2 separate regions of the Mus musculus genome follow, and region 1 is linked to region 2. A link is a contact called in public Hi-C data. All regions are on one chromosome and are shown on one strand. Each heading gives the region's core, a stretch centred on a gene start, on an enhancer-like site or on the middle of the called end of the contact. The rest is flanking DNA. Distances are from core to core; before and after follow the strand shown. Region 1 holds the start of Nemp2 (nuclear envelope integral membrane protein 2). Region 2 has its middle 14 kb from the start of Gm23460.

What was found. A called contact is a pair of places that touch in the nucleus more often than the background predicts.
Region 1: a Hi-C map of pre-B cells shows a contact between it and region 2, with 4 times the contacts expected there. The contact joins the promoter of Nemp2 here to the enhancer-like site in region 2. A contact is called at or near these places in 6 of 39 promoter capture datasets (the C10 cell line, the HPC-7 cell line, cranial neural crest and 3 more), 1 of 15 datasets of contacts at CTCF or cohesin (pro-B cells), 7 of 484 Hi-C or Micro-C datasets (the HL-1 cell line, the N1E-115 cell line, bone marrow-derived macrophages and 4 more), 13 of 115 datasets of contacts at active chromatin or transcription factors (bone marrow-derived macrophages, cardiomyocytes, embryonic forebrain and 5 more) and 2 of 9 other capture datasets (liver and pancreatic islet).

What each region holds. Positions count from the first base shown.
Region 1 is chr1:52,629,416-52,633,086 of GRCm38.p6, reverse strand. It overlaps Nemp2 (nuclear envelope integral membrane protein 2), which reads right to left and starts at 2,382. Exons shown (of 9, transcript NM_001142647.1): 1 at 2,236-2,382. The coding sequence starts at 2,329.
Region 2 is chr1:52,428,697-52,432,453 of GRCm38.p6, reverse strand. No RefSeq gene overlaps it. Among named protein-coding and RNA genes, the nearest start is that of Gm23460, 14 kb to the left of the region's middle. Within about 2 kb of position 1,618, at least 44 of the 459 cell types and tissues checked have an H3K27ac peak or open chromatin away from gene starts, as enhancers often do. A contact at or near this core is called in the N1E-115 cell line, hematopoietic stem and progenitor cells, pre-B cells and 1 more, where this site is marked.

The sequences.
Region 1 (3,671 bases), core at 1,133-3,632, 200 kb before region 2:
CTACATAAGTAACATGTCTCTTGTACCAGTACCAGTTTGTTGTTTTTAACCTGAATATAAAACTTAATTTTTCTTTCTCCAGTGTCATGAGAATGGAACTGAAATTAGCACATCCTAACTAACACACATACAGGTCGGATTCTACCTTTAGACATTTTCTTTTGCCACAGAGGAACTTCAAATGACCTCTTGTTGGAGTGGAAGCATGGGACGTCATTCCAGAGCCTCATGTGAAGGGAAGCAGTGTTCGTGGATCTGACCTACTGGTTTCAAATTAAGAGTCATGCTTGACTTGCCGTTTCTCTTCTATGACAAGCGTCTGCCTTTTCTACAAATAGGGTATCAGAGGGCTGGCCTTGGAATGGATGTTCTTCGTGCCATGGCAGCGTGTAAGTACCCAAAGCAGATTCTCAGAGTTGGAAAGGGTCTTAGACGTCATCAGAGGCAACCCACCCCCACCCCCCCAGTCTTCCATTACACTCAATTTCACTTGCTGAGGCTTCAAGTTTTTGTGTTCAACCAAGGTCTGAAAATATTAAATGAAAAAAATCTTTCAAAGTAGAAATATGTAAGTTCAAATAATTTTTCCACAATATTTTATTGTAATGAATTGTAATAACTATCTCTTGCTCTGATTTATAATTATAAATCTCTTGCTGTGATATGTAATGTACACACACACACACACACACACACACACTGGGTGGGGGGGGGCATGTAAGGTTCGGTACTGCAGTGCTTTTTTAAAAAATACATTCCCTGTGGGTGAGAGAGATTATTGTCTAGCTGTCTCATCACAGGCCCCTCATAAGACCATAGCTTTTACAGTAGCAGCAGTTCTTAGACCTAGCCAACCAAGGGTTCCCAAGGTGTCACTCAACACTGCAGGACAGTGATCCCCTCCTATGTGAACGTAAGGAATATCTGGAATGGCAAGACAGAAGTTGCCATTTTCTTTTCAGCTGTGAACTGGAATTTTATCATCTCCTGGGTATCTTACACTTCTCAGAAAGAAAGTCCTGGTGAACATTTACATGCGTCTTTAACACAACTGAGGACTATTAAGCTAGGCGCAACAGTACAGCTCTGAAAACCCTTCACCTGGGAGGTAGAGGCAGGAATGTTGTACAGCCAAGGCCAGCCTGGTCTATGTAAAAATCTCCAGATCTGCTAGGGCTATATGGTGACCCATACAGCAGCAAAACTTGAAAAACTGAGTTCCTTGAAGCAAATAAAAGGAGCAGAAATAATACCTGTGTGCCCTGGAGAATACGACACCTACAGGTTAAATCAACAACTGCACTAGAGCCCAAGATTCTGAATCTATATAACTACTTCTACCCCTCTGCTGCCACGCCCAGGAGCCCTCCTCCTCAAACTGTTTTATATTTTCACAAGTACCTATTATATTTACTACCAATTCTTTGTTCTCTAGCATGTAAAATGGGCATATATGAATAATCAGTATAAGACAATGCAGTTAGAGCAAATCAGCCCTGCATAGCACAAAATAGTTAATTAACACATTCCTGTTCAATGAAAAGCTGACCACAGACCGTCCCCTAAGGTGTAACTCACTGCAAGATACCAGTATGGGCACAAGGTGTGACAGAAGCTAATAACTGCTTACTGAACATCCATTCTCTCTTTCAGTCTTAGACACCCTACTAACTTTGTCGGTGTCGGAATATTATCCAATTGAAAGTCTGTATCTTGACAGCCTCCCTTGAGTCTGTAAGTGACCATGTAATGAAGAATACAAACAAGCAATCTTTTGAAGGATGTAGTGAATGGTAGAAATAAATGTTAAACTCGTGGAGACTGCGTTTTGCTGCTACAGCTTTCTGAGCCAGAATCTTAAGCACCCCAAACAGTCTGAGTAGCTCACTGAGACTTCCTGTGCACCTGGTTCAATGCTGGAGCATCAGCAGTATTTTGCATATGACCAGCTACCCAGGTCACAGCAGCCAATCAGAAACAGAATTTCGGTTCCTTTCTGAAGCTTCTATCCTTCTCTAGCCTTGAGTTTCCTGAGATTTCTGAAGACAGATAAAATAAGGTTTCAGACATAAACTGCAGACAAAGGGCCAGCTGTGCGGTTGTCCAGCGGTGTGATCCTGAACAAACCAAAACACTGAAGTATCCGATGCCCGCAGACAGGGGCGGGGCCTGGCCGCGGCCGCGCGTGACCCTGCGGCGCCGAAAGGAGGCCCCCCCGCCCGGAGCCGGGGTTACCTGACATCGCTGCCTCCTCGTCGTGCACCGCGCTCGCTGGCAGTGTAGCCAGGGGCTGCAGCCAGAGCACCAGCCACCACAACCTAGGCAGCATCGCGGCCAGAGCGGCGGAAGTGGCGCAGCGGACCAAGAGCGGGAAAGCGGAGGGAGGGGATTGCAGGGGCGGAGCCGGCTGCGGCCCCGCCCTTCCGCGGTCCGCCGAGCGGCTCTCCCAGTGGCCTCCAGGGGGCGATCACCTGCCTTCCCGATTCTTGCTCCTGGGCCAGCTTGCAGAGTTGGCGGGCAGTTTAAAACACGCCGGAGCCCCGCGCAGGGTTCTCAGAGCACTGGTGCGGGCCACTCAGAAAGGCAGGCTCTTCACATGCACCCTCTCAGAAATAAGACCAGCAAGCCCCACTTAGACAAAAGCCTGACTTGTTTGTTTGTTTGTCCCTCCTTTCACCTCTTCCTTTTTTTTTTTTTAAGCAACAAGTTGAGAAATTTGGTGCTTAAATAATTTGTGTCTAAGCTCATGAACACAGTATCTTTCAAAAAAAAAAAAAAAACCCAAAAGGGTTATATAAGTTCACTATTAATAAAGTGTTACTTTAATAGAGATCTGGAGGCTGGAGAGATGGTCCAGTGCTTAGGAACACTTATCGCTCTTCCAGAGAACCCATGTTTCCCAGCGTGCACATGGCAGCAGCCCCAAACATATGTAACTACAGTTTCATGGAATCAACTGCCCTCTTCTGAATTCTGCAGACATATGGTACACAGACATACACACAAGCTAAACACCCATACACTTAAATTAAAAAATAAGCCTTCTTTTAAAAATGAGATTGTATTTTTAAAAATTCAAAGATATAGTGAGTGTTCTAAACATAACCAACCTGGCAGAGATGATAGCTCTCTAAAGTCAGCCTATTGAGACAGAAGACTCCAAGAAACTGGAATGCTGCACAGTAAACCACTCTGGGGAGCAGAGAAAGCCACCACCAACCACAAGAGAATAGTCTGTCCTAGAAAGAGACTCACAGTTTCTGAGCCCTATGGTTTATTGATGATCAGGATAATTCTGTGTTAAGAGCAAGCCTTCTTTGGTCTCTGGAAACCTTTCAGTGTGACTTACTATTTCATACTTGAAGTAGGGCAGAAGAGTGTGGTGGTAGTGGACTGTAATCCCACCATTTGAGAAACAGAGTTAATGATGGGTAAGGTGAGCCTAAGTGGCATAGGGGATCCAAGGCTAGTCTGGCTACATGAGACCTAATTTAACCTTCCTCTGATCCCCATCCCTGCCCCACCACACACACAAAGCTAGAGTAAGAAGTTGTGTTCTTTTCTCTAATTCCAGTCTTCCACTAACAGCACTAAGCTCGATATAATAGAAATCTTTTTTTTTTAATAACTCAGCTTCAATTTTTTTTAATGGTCTAAATAGGAAAGAATGT
Region 2 (3,757 bases), core at 369-2,868:
TCACAGTTTGTCCCACAGTATACCCTTTGTCCAGACTTCTTTACGTGCAAATGTTCATTGCAGTGAGCCATTGGTCTGGTTCAAGGTCTCTGGTTTCTACTACACTATCAATACTGGATGCTCACTCAATACCCTGTTGTTGTTCTGTGTAATGGTGATCCTGCAGCTTTGGATCTGTAGGATCAGGCCCTTCACGTGCTCCAGCAGTTCATAGACAGATCAGATGTTGGTGTGGGTCAACTCAATGCCCTGAATCTGGGCCCTACCTGGGCCTGAGAGGTAGCTGAGTTGGTCAGCCTGCCAGCTCTCCTGTGCCTGCAAAGTCAGGGTGAGTGTTGTGGATGAGCCTGGTGCAGTTTGTATGCTAATTCCACTCTCCTGGGAGGGGCTTCGGATAAGGAGTGAGTCACATGTATTCAGAAGACTTCTTGTGAACCAATCCCCTAACGAGTGAAGGAGCCAATCACTGGGTGAATAGGAGGGACCTCCGGGTTGGACGGAGGAAGAGAGGAAGGAGAGAGGTCCTTTTTGACAGGGATAGCGTGAGGACAAGATGTAATTATGAGTGTCTCCCAGTTTCAGTGGTCGATCCGTCAGGATTCGCCACTGGAGGATTTTGATTTAATAAGGCTTACTTATTGATTAGGATTTGAGTTTTGTACCCAGCAAAACGATTTACCATGGTTTCTGAGCTAAGTCTGTGTGGCATTTTCCTTCACGTGGCTGTTCGACTGAGTTCAAGAGAGAAAGGTATGGTGGCAGAGTGTGGGTTTACCAGGTGTGCACCACAAAGGCTGGGGAGGGGTGGGGGGCATTGCCGGCCAGTGCATGGCCAGCAGGCTGCCGAAGCAGAGAGTTACCGGCACAAGCGCTGGAACGAGCCATTTCATTTTTAATATTTTCTGCAACAGGTGAGTGCTACAGCATTGCTCTGGCTAGCTCACCCAGAGCCACAGCCTACAAGAAGGGTCAGCTCTCCTGCTTTCATACCTTTGGGCCCGCTCACCCATATCTTCTCCACTAGGACTAGCCCTAGTGTGCTGCCCAAGTGAAGTGCAGGGCTCATTCTCCTGAGTGTTGCAGCCAGGAAAAGGCAGGACCAACTCACCTGCCTGCCACAGGCCCTGAGGGGTGAGGTGAGGGAAAGAGAGCATCTCTCGCTTACTTACACCACTCCACAGGAGATGAGGGTGGGGCCAGCTTTCCAACACTCATGCCCTCAGGTTGGACCATGTGCACTGCTGCCACCAGGGACAGCTCAATTCTTCTGACCAGTCAAGCTTTCTCTAAGGGACAGTTAGTGAGGGGTCCTGCTTGCCTATTTTTACGTTTTGCTGGAGTCCTCAGCAAAAAAGAACTCAAGATGAAGCTTGGCAAGCAAATCTGATAGACCTATATCAATTATAGTTTGGAATGCTTATCTCAATGTGAGGCAGAAAGAATTCTACATAACACAAATAGAACATGTATATAATTGAATAATCTAAACCTTTTTAAAAATTCTATTAATTTAATTATGTTAGCATTTCAAATATGATCTTTTTCATTATAATACAACAGCCACACTGAATGTTCTTAAAACAGGAAGTAGAGAAACCAACCATGATTTTTTCAGTTTCAAAGCGACCACCTGCAAGCTCACGTGATTTTTACTCTCCTCATCATGAGTCTCTCTCTCTCTCTCTCCCTCTCTCTCACACACACACACACACACATGATTTTATTTTATGTGTATTTCATTTGCCCATATGCATGTATGTATGTGTACCAGGTGCACACATGATGTCCTCAAAGGCCAGAAGAAGTCAGATCCCTATAACTGGACTTACAGATGGCTATGAGCTATTGTGTGGGTGTTGGGAAGTGAACTCCAATGCGCTACAAAAGCATCGAGTGTTCTTAATCACTAAGCCATGTATGTATGTGGCTAGAATGGAAAAAGAATTAAAAAGACTGATAAAGGTTTGTTATACCCCTTTAGTTGATAGGGTTTTTTTTTAAACCCCCCTGAAGTTGAAGCAGCAGAGGCTGGGACCACAGTGGTGGGTGGTGAAGGAAGGGAGTTTGCAGAGCAGACACTCATCACAGTGGCTGTGGGAAGTGACCAAAAAGCTGAACTTCACTTTCAGGCAGTGTCTCCAGTCAGCAAACCTTCTGCAAAAGACAGATAAGAGATGAGTCGCAGTGAGAGAATTTGGGGAATTCTCCAACAGCATCTTATACTGGTTGTCCACTGATCTCCATCTTGGACTAAATAAAAAAGCTTTAAGCTTAGAGGGAAAACTTCCTCTGATGTTTCCTCTACCAAGTCTGAAACTGAATGGAGAGAAAGTGGACAGGAGGAAGGAGGTGGGGGTGGGATACAGGGAAGGGCAAACGAAATATGAAAAGAACAGAAAGCACCATGGGCAGGCAGGAGTTTTCCCAGGGTTTGTATGTTTGTAAAATGCCGCTTACAGTCTGGATGAACAAGAGAATCAAGTGAAGATGAGGACATTTAACTTGGAGAAAAGAAACCTTAAGAACCAGGGTCTTCAAAAGTCAGAATGGAAGGCCATAAAGCGCTCATCTCCTAGTAAAATCAGACACATATCCAATTTTAGAGCAAACAATTGTCGTCTGGTCCGATTCTCCCTTGGGGTAGCCGGGGACCATTGCACACAAGACTGGACTAGAGGGTAAGGAGCTTAGCCCAGTGTGGAAGAGTGCAGTCAGGATCGTGGTTGGCTGCGAGTGCTTGAGCAAAGAACGCATACCTGGGAACAGCTTCAGAGAATGAGTTTGGTTCATTGAGAGAGCAAAGGCCATTTAAATCTTTTAGAGGGTGAGTAGGGGCTATAGGAGAGAGTGTATATCATTGGCTCTGGCCAGGGTGCTGGGCATGCCTCATTTGCATAGGGAGGGATTCCAGGTGCTGCTAGACATGACCTTATAAGGAGAAAGGAAGTTTAACCTGGCTATTGGCTAGGTGACCGCCTCTGATGAGGCAAAGATTACAAGCAACTGTGTTGCTTGTAATGGAGGATGCAGGCCCAGGGCAGGGGGGAAGCTATCTTACTCCTGCTGACCTTAGGATGAAATTTTGGGATTTACATACACCTCACCCCCAACTTTTGCTCCATTATAACCTTAGTGGGAACTTTCACCACAACATTGTTATGCACTGTACAGCTGTATTAAATGACATGGACTAGCATCTCCTTAAAGGTTGTTTTATTAAAGATTTATTTATTGATTGTATTATATGAGTACACTGTAGCTGTAGAGATGGTTGTGAGCCTTCATGTGGTTGTTGGGAATTAAATATTTTAGGACCTCTGCTCACTTTGGTTGGCCCCGCTTGCTCCGACCCAAAGATTTATTTATTATTATAAATAAGTACAATGTAGCTGTCTTCAGACACACCAGAAGAGGGCGTCAGATCCCATGTGGTTGACTGCTCTTCTGAAAAACCTGAGTTCAAATCCTTAAGAGTTGTTAAAGATTGGCTGCTCTGGTCTCCCTAAGCAGACAGAGGCTGAGAGGGGACAACAACTCTAGAAAGACATCTACATCCTTGGCTACTGCACAGTGATGAGGTATTTTCCTGGTCCCTTACGGTCTGGTCATATGTCTCATCTGACAGGTAAAGAAGGGACTTGCAATCAAAGGCAAAACAGAAAGGTGAGCATGCTGCATCTTCTGTACCTCACACTGAGCTTTTGGTGATAGAGATGTGATTTACCACGATCAACGAGGCCTGTCTCATTGTATGCCA